Regions from separate parts of the Takifugu rubripes genome. Here region 2 is linked to region 1. The links are chromatin contacts, called in public Hi-C maps. All regions are on one chromosome and are shown on one strand. The core of a region is the stretch at or near the end of the contact, and the rest is flanking DNA. Distances in the headings are between cores, read along the strand shown. Region 1 holds the start of kpna6 (karyopherin alpha 6 (importin alpha 7)). Region 2 holds the start of khdrbs1b (KH domain containing, RNA binding, signal transduction associated 1b).

Region 1 (5,389 bases), core at 1,271-3,770:
GTCCACATTCCTCCTCTTAAAAAGCTGGAATTGACAAAATACCGTGAAAGCTCAGAGAAAACAAAGGAAACCCCGTCATTTTAACCGGAAAGATGGCTAGTTTAAGGACAAGGCCAGTGTACCTGTTGTTCTCGTTTCTGTTTCCTGAGCTGGATGCCCTCCTCCTCTCTCCGGCGCCTCATCTCTTCGGGATTCAATGCTTTGTTCTTGTAGAGATTCATCCTGTAGTTGTCTTTGGCCGGACTGGCTGACGGCTCTGCTGACAGACAGTCGAAGCGTAGCCAAGTTAACGTAGAAAAACAAGGATTGACAGAATCTTCCAAAAAAAAAATCCCTGGATCCAGGCTGGGATGTTCAACTCCAGTCCACGAGGGCAGGATTGAAGCTGGATTCTACCTTACAGGGAGACAACACTTGCCCTGGGCTCCCACTTGCCTTGGTAAAAGCAGTTTCTGCCCGGTAGGACACAAATCCTGGCTTGAATCTGGCCCTGCAGGTCTGCAGTGGCCCATCAGTTATTTTACCGTTGACCAGGGTCAACAGTTGCAAAACTGCTTTTCTATGCTCAAACTGGCACATTCACAGATATGCTCATTAATGTGGACTGTCCCCGATAAATAAATAAAAATCAATTCATTACTGTACATACACCCACTGACCACTTTATTGGGCACGACTGTTCAATTGTCAACACAAATAGCTAATCAGACACTCACAGGGTCAGGGTCAGGGTCAGGGTCAGGGTCAACCTAACCTCCACGCATTCAGACAGGCAGAAGTGGACGAGACAACTCGCTCAAGTTCAAACCGGGCATCAAAATGGTGAAGAAAGGAGATTTAAGCGACTTTGAACGTGCTACAGTAGTTGGTGTCTGATGATTTCAGCTGGGACATTCACACGTAGGGTCAGAATTCGGCATAAAAAACATGAAAGGATAGATGCATCATAACTTTGAGATATTTTGCTAATGGACAGACCAACGCCAGCTATCCCATAACCTCCTTGGCGGAGGTAAAGGCGCAGCTTGACGGCATGCCCGCTAATGGTTCCGAGGCTCAGAAGACGCCCGATAACACGGCTAAGCCTCCTTTTCAACTGGCAACAAGAAAAAATACATTATCCAGCAGAATTATACGCCAATGTTACCTTAAACTGACGCTCACAGGGATGTTATCTCTTCTCTTTGTGCAAAAAAGGAGTTAAAAAACAATGGAAATGGGGAGAGGAGAAGACACCGAGGCTTCTGCACCATATGTCTCCTTTATCACGATGAGAGGACGGTTGAGGACCAATTAAACCGAATCGAGGTCATGTTAATGTTTAAGGGACATTGGCACAACCGGGTTCACGATCCACCCGTGTGCGCTCACAATCTCGCCAGATGGGGAAGTCACATGCGTGCACAACACATAAACACAGATTGTGAGGGGATTCTGAAGTTTATTGTGCAGAACATGGGGAAGAGAGACAAACGAAGAAACCCAAACCTCAATTAACGTGGAAACTGCGTTTCGATCACACGCACTGTCATCTCCAGCGACCTATATTAGCTACGGCGCTGCCAGACAATTAACTATTCTATGAGTATGGAATTCAGTAGATCGTGTTCAGGTTTCAGGTCTTGATTAAGAGCTAAAGAAATTCTTTTCAGGGAGGTTTGGTCTGAAGCACGATTCCGAGCGATCCAGCTAACAGTTAGCTAAGCGTTAAGCTAATGCTGGAGCCAACCTTTAAGTGAGCACAAATCCGTGCCCGAGTGGAAAAGGTGGCTACATTAAGTCATACCTACTGAAAAAAACCAAGTTGTTTTTCATGACGAATCATAATATTGGTGTTATGATTAAGGCCTGCCGCACAGAAACACAAAACACGACACATCATGGTGAAACGTACCTTCCGCAGTCGATGCTAACGTTACGGTTGCGTTGCCATTTTAACGCCTATCTCAAATAAACGGAGGAAGACATCTAACCATTGTTAACGAGATATTAACACACAACACGCATCCACATTGAAATCATTAAACTAACGTGACACGATTTCACATCCAAGTTACCTACAAAAGACCTGAAAGATTACAGTGCCATTCTAATAGTTAGCCAAGTTTACTTAAGTTAGCAACACATGGCAGCAAATGTTGCGTGTAATATTGTCGATGTATTTCGTATGTAACATGACAAAAGACAAATTGGGAATAGACACAGTTGACTAGTATGAAATAACAACTAACCTTGCGTTACTACGTAGCAGCGTTAGCTGTCGACCTAGCTAAGTAAGCTCACTAAGATAAATGAGCCACAGCAACGGGTACAATTTCATAATCACTATTTAAGACGGCACGGCCGACCATTTTGTCAGCTGGAATCACATCTATGATGCCAAAGTGCAGAAATCCTTACCCATTATGTCCTATGAGGGCTGAATGTATCGAGTTGTAAAGACACAAATGGATTGTAAATCTGTTGTAGCTTTCCAGAATTTGCTCGTGAAAGCAATATGTCTGCCGGAGGCGGAAACGTCAAAATAGAGTAGCGACTTCCGGCCACCAGAGGGCGCACGAGGCTGACGCCGCCTTTATGAAAACCAGGTGAATATGGACGGCATAGCTTTGCATTGAATACTTTACCATCATACACATCTACGTGTTCCTATCCTGTTTTTCTGTTTGTTTCTTTCTTTCTTGATTTTTTTAATACAAAAAATATATGTATATACTTATATATAGATAATGTATGCATGCGTGTAAATAGACGCATCCCATGTGTTGGCAAATTGGACAGGTAAGATGCATCCATGGTGGGTTTGCTGATGATATGAAGGCAAATATTTAATTTACTACTTCACGATACTGTGACATCGTTTGATCCGAGCACCATTGCGGTCTGACGAGATAAACCTGGGAAATAAAAACGTTAGGGGGCAATGTTGCACAAGCAACATGCAACTGCTCATGAGGCGGCGTCCGCTGCTGCAAGGGTGATTGTAATTCCAAGGGGTGTGAGAGGTCAAGCTCAGTGGCACACCTTCCCATGATTACAGTTTCACAGCAGACAAAAGAAAGAACAAATAAATATTGCTCATAGGTCCACATTATTAGAGGCTCACACATGGGCTGGGGGTTGAGTTCCACTCAGCCGAGCAATGAGGACCGATGAATTCCAGCCTTGACCAGGTGCACTGAGGGAAACATGAATCAAAAGACGCAGCTTTGCCAGAAAGCATCTCTCTTGATATATATCTTGCGCATATTCTGGTTTAATTTATGGCTTTCAAATGGTCTCTGTGACCCGACCTGCAGGGCTGCAACTTGGGCTCATCAGGCTGATTTCCCTGTTTCTCCATTGCGAGTTCTTTAAAACCTTTTTTTCATTTCTGGGCCTGCTGAAGCACATCATACCGCGTTCTACACTTTACAGCGAGGCAAAGGCTATCCATTACTCAATGCCACAGAGTACAGGCTGCCTCTGTAATAGAATAGCAAGACCTAAACAAGTGTAGGAACTGAGTTCTGGTCCCTCAAACTATTTTTTCCTCTCAGCCGCTATAATTACCGCTGCAATCAATGTCCTATTTTTTTCCCATCGAAACTGAAAATGACTGGAAATAAAGGGAAAAGGGTCTAAATTAATGAACAGGAACAGCTCCCCTGACCACGTTAATGACCATTACCCATCCGGTGTGAGTCAGCGATATTGAAAGATCGCATTTTCAACGAATTAACGATCAGACTAGGTGTTCATAAACTGCTACTTCATCAACATTATTTCCCAGAGTGCAACAGAGCAGACGGCTTGTGGAGAAAAAAAAGCATTCACCAGCTTTATGAAGCCGTGTGTCGAGAGATTTATCAACTCTGTATCTGCCCTGTTTTTGCCCCACGCGCCTCACCTCTCGTCTAAAAATAAAGCTGCAAAGTAAAACGTGCCACTCACGTCGACACGCCGAGAACAAGACGCCACAGAAAGTGTCTCTGCCAGGCAAGTCGGTCACGTTTGATCGTGCCGGTGCCTGTTTGGCCGAGCAAATACATCCGGGGGAAGCTGTCCCTGAATCCAGCGACGCCAACAGGACAATATGGCCGGTTCACCGAAGCGTCGGCACTGGGTGGGAGCGGCGTTGCATGTGAAGAATGAAAAAAAAGAGATGGGTCTTTATAATATAGAGGTGGAAATCCATTCAGTGCTGTCCATTCCTTACTTTTTATCTGTATTTGAGCCCCCCCCCATGCTCCCTCGCCCGCTCTCCTTCTCCCCCTGGCATTCTGACACCTACCAGGTGGCTGGGCCGATAAGTAAGATGCTGAGCGGGTGATTTTGAAATATTCGCACGGATCACTCAATCATTCTTTGTGTGTGAGGAGGAGATTTGAGGAGGACTCAATTGAATGCTAATGTGTAACTTTTAGCGCCGGGTAAGAGACTCATATCCATAGCGAGGGAGCCGAAACAGCTGAAAATGACACTGACGATGAACAAATATGGCAACGCTTGTGCGCCGAGGCGGCGCCGTCTTGCTGCGCTTCATACTCGTTGCCTGAAACGCCAATGAAATTATTTCTATCATTAATCAGGACGGGCTTTTAAAGTGGTCTGCGTGTTTAAATCAAGCTGGGCTTTTCCAAAGGTCAACGTTGCTTCTGGGTCACAGCTTTAAATCTTGGGTCTGTCCTTGGGTGTTCCAGGTAGAGGTGGCCCGACCACGCCAGCGCTGTCTTGATGCAGGAGGTTGTTGGGTCGCGTTGGTAACGGGCTGAAACTTATTTTCATCCCTTGATCCTTGGAATCTATCCAGCCAGGCTGCCACGGGGTTGTTCAGAGGCCATAAAGAAGGAGTGATATGAGAGAGGCATTGTAGACCCCCAAGTTTGCTTCAGGGTGTTGTTGATCAGGAAGGGTGGCAGATGAGGACCGTCTTCCCAGTCGGCCGGGTGACTCACTGAATAATTTGCTGTCAGCATAATCGAGGTCCAACAGCGTGCATCAAAAAGTGATGCTCGCTGGGTTCCTATTGTTGATGGGGCACACAGATCAATGTGGCACAATTAACAAGTGCCCCAGTTAATGAACACGGAGGTCTGTCGGTGTAACTGCATTCTGCAGATGTAAAGGAATTAGTAAATTCTCCAGTCTTCTTAACTGCTTTATCTCTTTCAGGGGCACAGGAAGGGTAAAGGCAGAGTCTTCCCACTGGATGAGTCTCCAGTTCACCACAGAGCCCTATACAAGCATTTGTACCTTGCTCAAGGGTATTTTGGCAGTGCTCTGAAGGTATTCCAGCCCCTTCCCCCACTACCACAACACCTTCCATGGTTTGCCTGCACTGGGACTTGAACTGAGAACCCTCCACTTCTAAGCCCAGTCCCCAACAGAGGGAGCTACCACCACCTTG
Region 2 (5,389 bases), core at 1,153-3,652, 150 kb after region 1:
GATTATTTTAATATCTGTGCTGCGAGTTCAAAGCAGCCGTGATACTGCTCACAGTCATACAAGCAATAAACGCATTTTCACCAATTCCGATTAATTGCTGAGCATCTTGCCCTTATCAAATTGCTACATATACTGTAATTAGTTTAAAACCAAAGAAAAAGGCCCGTGATCTACAAAAGCTGTAATTAACTCTGAAACGAAGCGTTGGCTGATTACAAAGGGAGGAAAAGATCCAGTCGTCTGAAGGAATATGGATTTCACTCCAGCGCCAAGTCATCGGTACTATAAAATCACTTTCCCTTTGGTCAGATTTTAAAAATACGCCAATATCTGCAGTAATTACACACTGATGCTTAAAGATGGAGACTGGGAAGAGTAATTTGAGAGTCTCAACTAACCCCCTGGCTTTGTGTAAGTGACACCAGCCTGCAGGGATGACTTAAATCACAGGGACGGAGGAAAAACGAAGCAAGGGCAGAGAAATCTCACCTTGGGGTACTGTTTGACAGGTATGAGCACTCGTTCTTTCAGTTTGATGTTCTTTGTTGTGAAAAGGTCCAGGTATGTTTCTGCCTCCTTTTTGGCTTCGCCTTTCTGGATTCTGTCAATCTCTGGACAAAGAGAGGGGGTCATAGTTTAGATAAGAGGACATATCAATGCATAGAAAGAAACCCTCTTCCTACCGCGCCATGCAATATTTTTTTGAAATTCCCTTCAGACTCCATGTGGCTGCTTATTATTTTACAAAACACGGTGTTTTCAGCTGGTGATAAGCGCATCTTTAAATGTTTTTGTTATCTTGTCAAGACATTGAATGGAGCGCGAGCGGTTTAGTCATCTGGGCCATTATCTTGTCAGTGTTAATAATCAATTCAGCCACTTTTCAGGGAAAACTCAGAGCGCTGCAGCCTACGTGCTCACCATCGTGACAGCCTGTGGCCGTTTTCTTATTTTTTGAGAGATCAGCACGCTGCTTTGGTCCAAACGCAACTCCTGCCAATGCATCAGTACAGAGAAAACATAATCTTCGCAGACTCGTGTTGAAGCACCTGGAGCCCAGCGGCATTTCACCAGGAATGAAGCCACGTGTGAGGAAAACCTCAACCTCCAGTTTGGTTCATATCGCACTCTTTGTCCTCTTGAACTTGCTATCTGGTTACATATCCTAATCAGACCAAACACAGGTTTAACCTCTGTGTGTGTGTGGGGGGGGGGGACAGACTGAGGACCTCTAAGCAAATATGGCTTACAGCCCCAAGGGCCAACAGCATCATCGTCATCATCAAAAACTTATAAATGAATCCTTAAAATTGCATCCGTTTTGTGTCTTAAATAGAGCTGTCACTGCAAAAGATCTTACTTCCGGGCACTGTTTGTGTTCCACCCTAAAGAACCCCCCACCATACATGCATCCAGCAGAACAAGCGAAAGACTGACATGAATCTCTTCTTTTGTCTTCCCTGGCAGAGCTCCGGCGCAGCCAGAGCTCGGGCTCTTGCTCAAGGACACTCCGGCAACCACGGAGCGACAGCGTGGCTTCAATCGCCGTCAACAGAAAGGGGTGATCCCCCCCGTCCAACAGTGGTCGCGATTTGCGCACATTTATGTGTCGTTGCGCAACGCAGCTGCCAGACAATGAGCCCAACAGGGGCTCCAAAACGGAGAACAAGCCACCGTTTGTCCGCTGGAGAGTTGAAACCACACGTCACAGACCAGCGGAGGAAAAGGGACAGAAACTTGTCTCGCTCAGAAGTGTCGCAGCTGGTTTCGGAAGAGAGTTACCGCGTAATTACGCTTCACCCACCGAGCCACGAAACCGCTACGCGCTGCGGCGGACGGGGCAGCGACGTCCGCTCGGAGATGGGGTGATAAAAGTGCACATCGTCGTCCCCCCCAACTTCACACTCCCTTCCCGAATTAAACAAGCTGTCAACTTTACCTGCGTTTAAAAGTTTCATGGCGTGCGTGAACGACGAATCCAGGCTGTCCTTCTCCGCCAAAAGCTCAGGGAGATATTTGTCGCCGTTCTCCATTTTTTCAGTTTTAAAACAGGGGAGGCAGTTTCGCTGCAAAAGGTGGAAAACCCCAAAAAATGACAGGATAAAAAGTATCCCAGTTATGTAACTAAGGAACGCCGCGTATCCGCTGCGGGGACGGCGCTTCGCATGTGGCTACCGGCGCGTTTCTGCGACGGGCTGCACCGCTACGTTCTCTTCCAACGGCCGGGGAGCCTCTTCTTTGCAGCGGCGCTCGACTGGAACTGAGAGAACAAAAGCGGCGAGATAGAAGAAGAGGGATTCGACTCAAGCCGGCGGAAGTGAGCTCAGAAGGACGCAGTTCTCCGACTGACGCCGCCTACAGTGCGCCGCCGCGCGGCTGCGCGCCGCCCCCAAGAGCGATAACGCTAATCTGCGCGATCTGCTGCCGCTTTGGGTGTGACTGTGAGGATGTGTTATGATTTCAGGAATCATAGTCCCTCAGCTCGGGGTGCACACAAGAAACCAGGTCCGTAATCCTAAAAGAAAGTACTTAATTTACAATTTCCATAATAAATTTGGCAACAAACAAACAAACAAACACGTGTTGCTACTACCGATTGATTCAAATTGTGTTTATCTACTTCACAGCAGAGACACGCTCTAAGACCGTTGTTAATTTGAGTCAGTAATGTATGATTAAGAGAACACGTGCAAAGGTATTATAGGTCATATTTGTATTTTTATCCCAAAGCCCTCATCATCTTTGCAAATCCAAATGATAGATAGATAGATAGATAGATAGATAGATAGATAGATAGATAGATAGATAGATAGATAGATAGATAGATAGATAGATAGATAGATAGATAGATAGATAGATAGATAGATAGATAGATAGATAGATAGATAGATAGATAGATAGATAGATAGATAGATAGATAGATAGATAGATAGATAGAGGCAGTATTTCTTGGTTCTCTACTGCCTCTTAGCGGTAGAGTAGCTCATTGCAACCTTTCAACCCAGAGAAGCCAAGCACTGATAGTTACTCTACCCATTCATCTTAACATTTCTGTTCACTCCAAATCGCAAAGGCCTAATTGGGGGTGTAGGAGGAGGGAAAGTCTGTGGGATACATATCGTCACATCATACATTGATTTTAGATATGATCGGATTGATTCTGCGGGGATGAATCCGTCTCACCAGAGGTCAGAGGTAACGGCAAGGCTGATGCTTATAACACTGGCAGCAGGAAAATGTCTTAGGTGCTTGGTCTTTTGAGCATACAGCGTGGTTTATTCACAGGTGGGTGCTCTTGTCACTGAAGCGCACGTAAAGGTCATTTGTCAATCAACTGCTGGAGTGAACGCCATTACACCGGAGCACAGCTGTTCTCAGGAATGCATCTGCTCAGAACAAATGAAGGAAAAAATTGTTTGCAATAAACACTTATGAAAGGCCAAAGACCAGCGCAGGCTGTGTTCAGTGTTCTGCTTGATCTCCCTCTGACCATTACTGTGTTATGGGTGTCGGGGGTTTGCAAGGTTGTCCTGACTCCTCTTGTCAGGGAGAAAATGAAGAGCACGTGAGCTGCCTCTCCTCTGGATCACACAAGGAAGACTCGTTCTGGCAGGTGGAGGAATTCCAAACGGATAGTTCACACTTTTGCCTTCTGCCTGTGCAGCCTTTCCCCGTCCCCTAGCACGTAGAGCCGGAGTCTGGGGGAAACAGGGGCAGATGGAGAGGCGTAAACACACAAACAAAACCTATTCAAACGATTCCCAGCCCCGGCGGTTCACCCGAAATGTCAGATGTTCTTAGCAGACTAGTTTTATTGCACATCACACGCGCTGCCGAATAATGAGAGCAGCGTTGAGCAGGTATCAATGAGCAGCTAGTTGTCGGTTTCAAATTAGTGCTTTTGCCTGCTAACCATTCAATTCAAAGGAGGGAGCCTTCCGGAGGTTTGTGCTGCAGATTTTAAATATCTGACACTAAAAGGAAATAAACCTAGAAATCTGGTTAGTTCTCGTAGGAACTTGTTCAGTAAAATAGGGTCCGGTGGTAAAGCAGGGAGAAAGGGATTGTCACCTTTGCAGGCTTTGTTCTGAAAGTGGAGGTTTTTCTCTTCCTGTGCCGTTTAGCAGGACAGCAAGTCCAGTACAGCTGTGGTCATGCTCGGTTTAGCACCACTACAAGGCCACAGGAAGCTTGCTTTCTGTTTTTTTCCCTTCTTTTATGAATTCTTTCAGAACTGTCACACCTGCTTTGGTCTATAACACCTCCCCAATCCAAACCTCCTCTTCCTCTATCATCTTCCCATCCTCCTGCGCTCCATCCGCCACGGAAAACGAGCTTTCCCTTCGCACCATTCTTCATCCCTCGCTCTCTGGCGGATGCTGCGGTGGGGATCGGTGTCTCCAAGGGGGTGTCGGAGAAGCTCTGGGAGGATTAAAAGGAATAATCAATTTAAGCCCTCAGTTAGTACAGGTTTTTATTAATGGGTTGAATTGTTATGGATATTGGTGGACTTTTACGGGGTTCTAAGAAAATCCATTACAGCGTTTAAATCAAACACCAAAACTGGCCCAAAACCCAAACGTGCACACTTCAAAAACCACAAGGCAAATGCCTGCGATGGCCAGTGACATTGCAGCATCTTTTTCCTTCAATAAATAAGCAATTTGACATTTGCGATGGTGCCGCTCCTGGCGGATCCGAGGGCCCTCGGGGAAATGTCTGCACTTGACTTTTGGAGAAAGTAATAGTTCATTTCAGAGGGGAAAGAAAGAAAAAATGCTTTTTGTCCTGTTGGATTTATCTGCTACTTTTTCACCGGCCAAAAGAGCTCTGGGTGGTGCAGGATCCACCTCTTTATTAGAAGATTGTAACGTTTTAATGTCATTTGCGTGCATGAATTATCATGGAGATGATTACATGTCTTACTTTGCATGTGTTTCCTGTGGTGTTTGGCTGCAGAAGTATCAGTATAAAAACGCAGCAACATTTATTCTTGTTGCACTGTCAAATGCACCATTTACCAAAATCCAGCGTGCACGTTTCTCCCCCTAGAATAGCTTGGTGAAGTTCTGATTTTTTTTTTCACCCCACAAATACAACACGTGCACATTCATTACCACATCGATTTCCGGATGGCAAATTGCTGCTAGTCTGATGTTTTATTGTCAATTGTGCGAATGCCACAAAATAAATTCCCCAGGTGGAAATGGAAAAGCACTGGATTGTACATGACAATGGATGTGAGGACCGGGCCGAGTTGAACATCCATGTGCTTTTTCAGCCTCAGGATTGTTTGGTTTTCTGTTTAATTTCAAGTAGGAATTGCCTCCAATTTGGTCTGTTCTGGCAATTTAATGACCTATAATCTTTTTTATAGGTGGGGCAACAG

Evidence for each region. Hi-C and Micro-C count contacts between places; a contact is called where the count stands out from the background.
Region 2: a Hi-C map of muscle shows a contact between it and region 1, with 4 times the contacts expected there. The contact joins the promoter of khdrbs1b here to the promoter of kpna6 in region 1. A contact is called at or near these places in 2 of 2 Hi-C or Micro-C datasets (muscle and an unstated tissue).

What each region holds. Positions count from the first base shown.
Region 1 is chr12:6,002,529-6,007,917 of fTakRub1.2, forward strand. kpna6 (karyopherin alpha 6 (importin alpha 7)) reads right to left here and starts at 2,521. Exons shown (of 14, transcript XM_029844955.1): 1 at 2,401-2,521; 2 at 123-256; 3 at 1-24. The coding sequence starts at 2,404.
Region 2 is chr12:6,155,343-6,160,731 of fTakRub1.2, forward strand. khdrbs1b (KH domain containing, RNA binding, signal transduction associated 1b) reads right to left here and starts at 2,403. Exons shown (of 11, transcript XR_964935.2): 1 at 1,940-2,403; 2 at 490-611.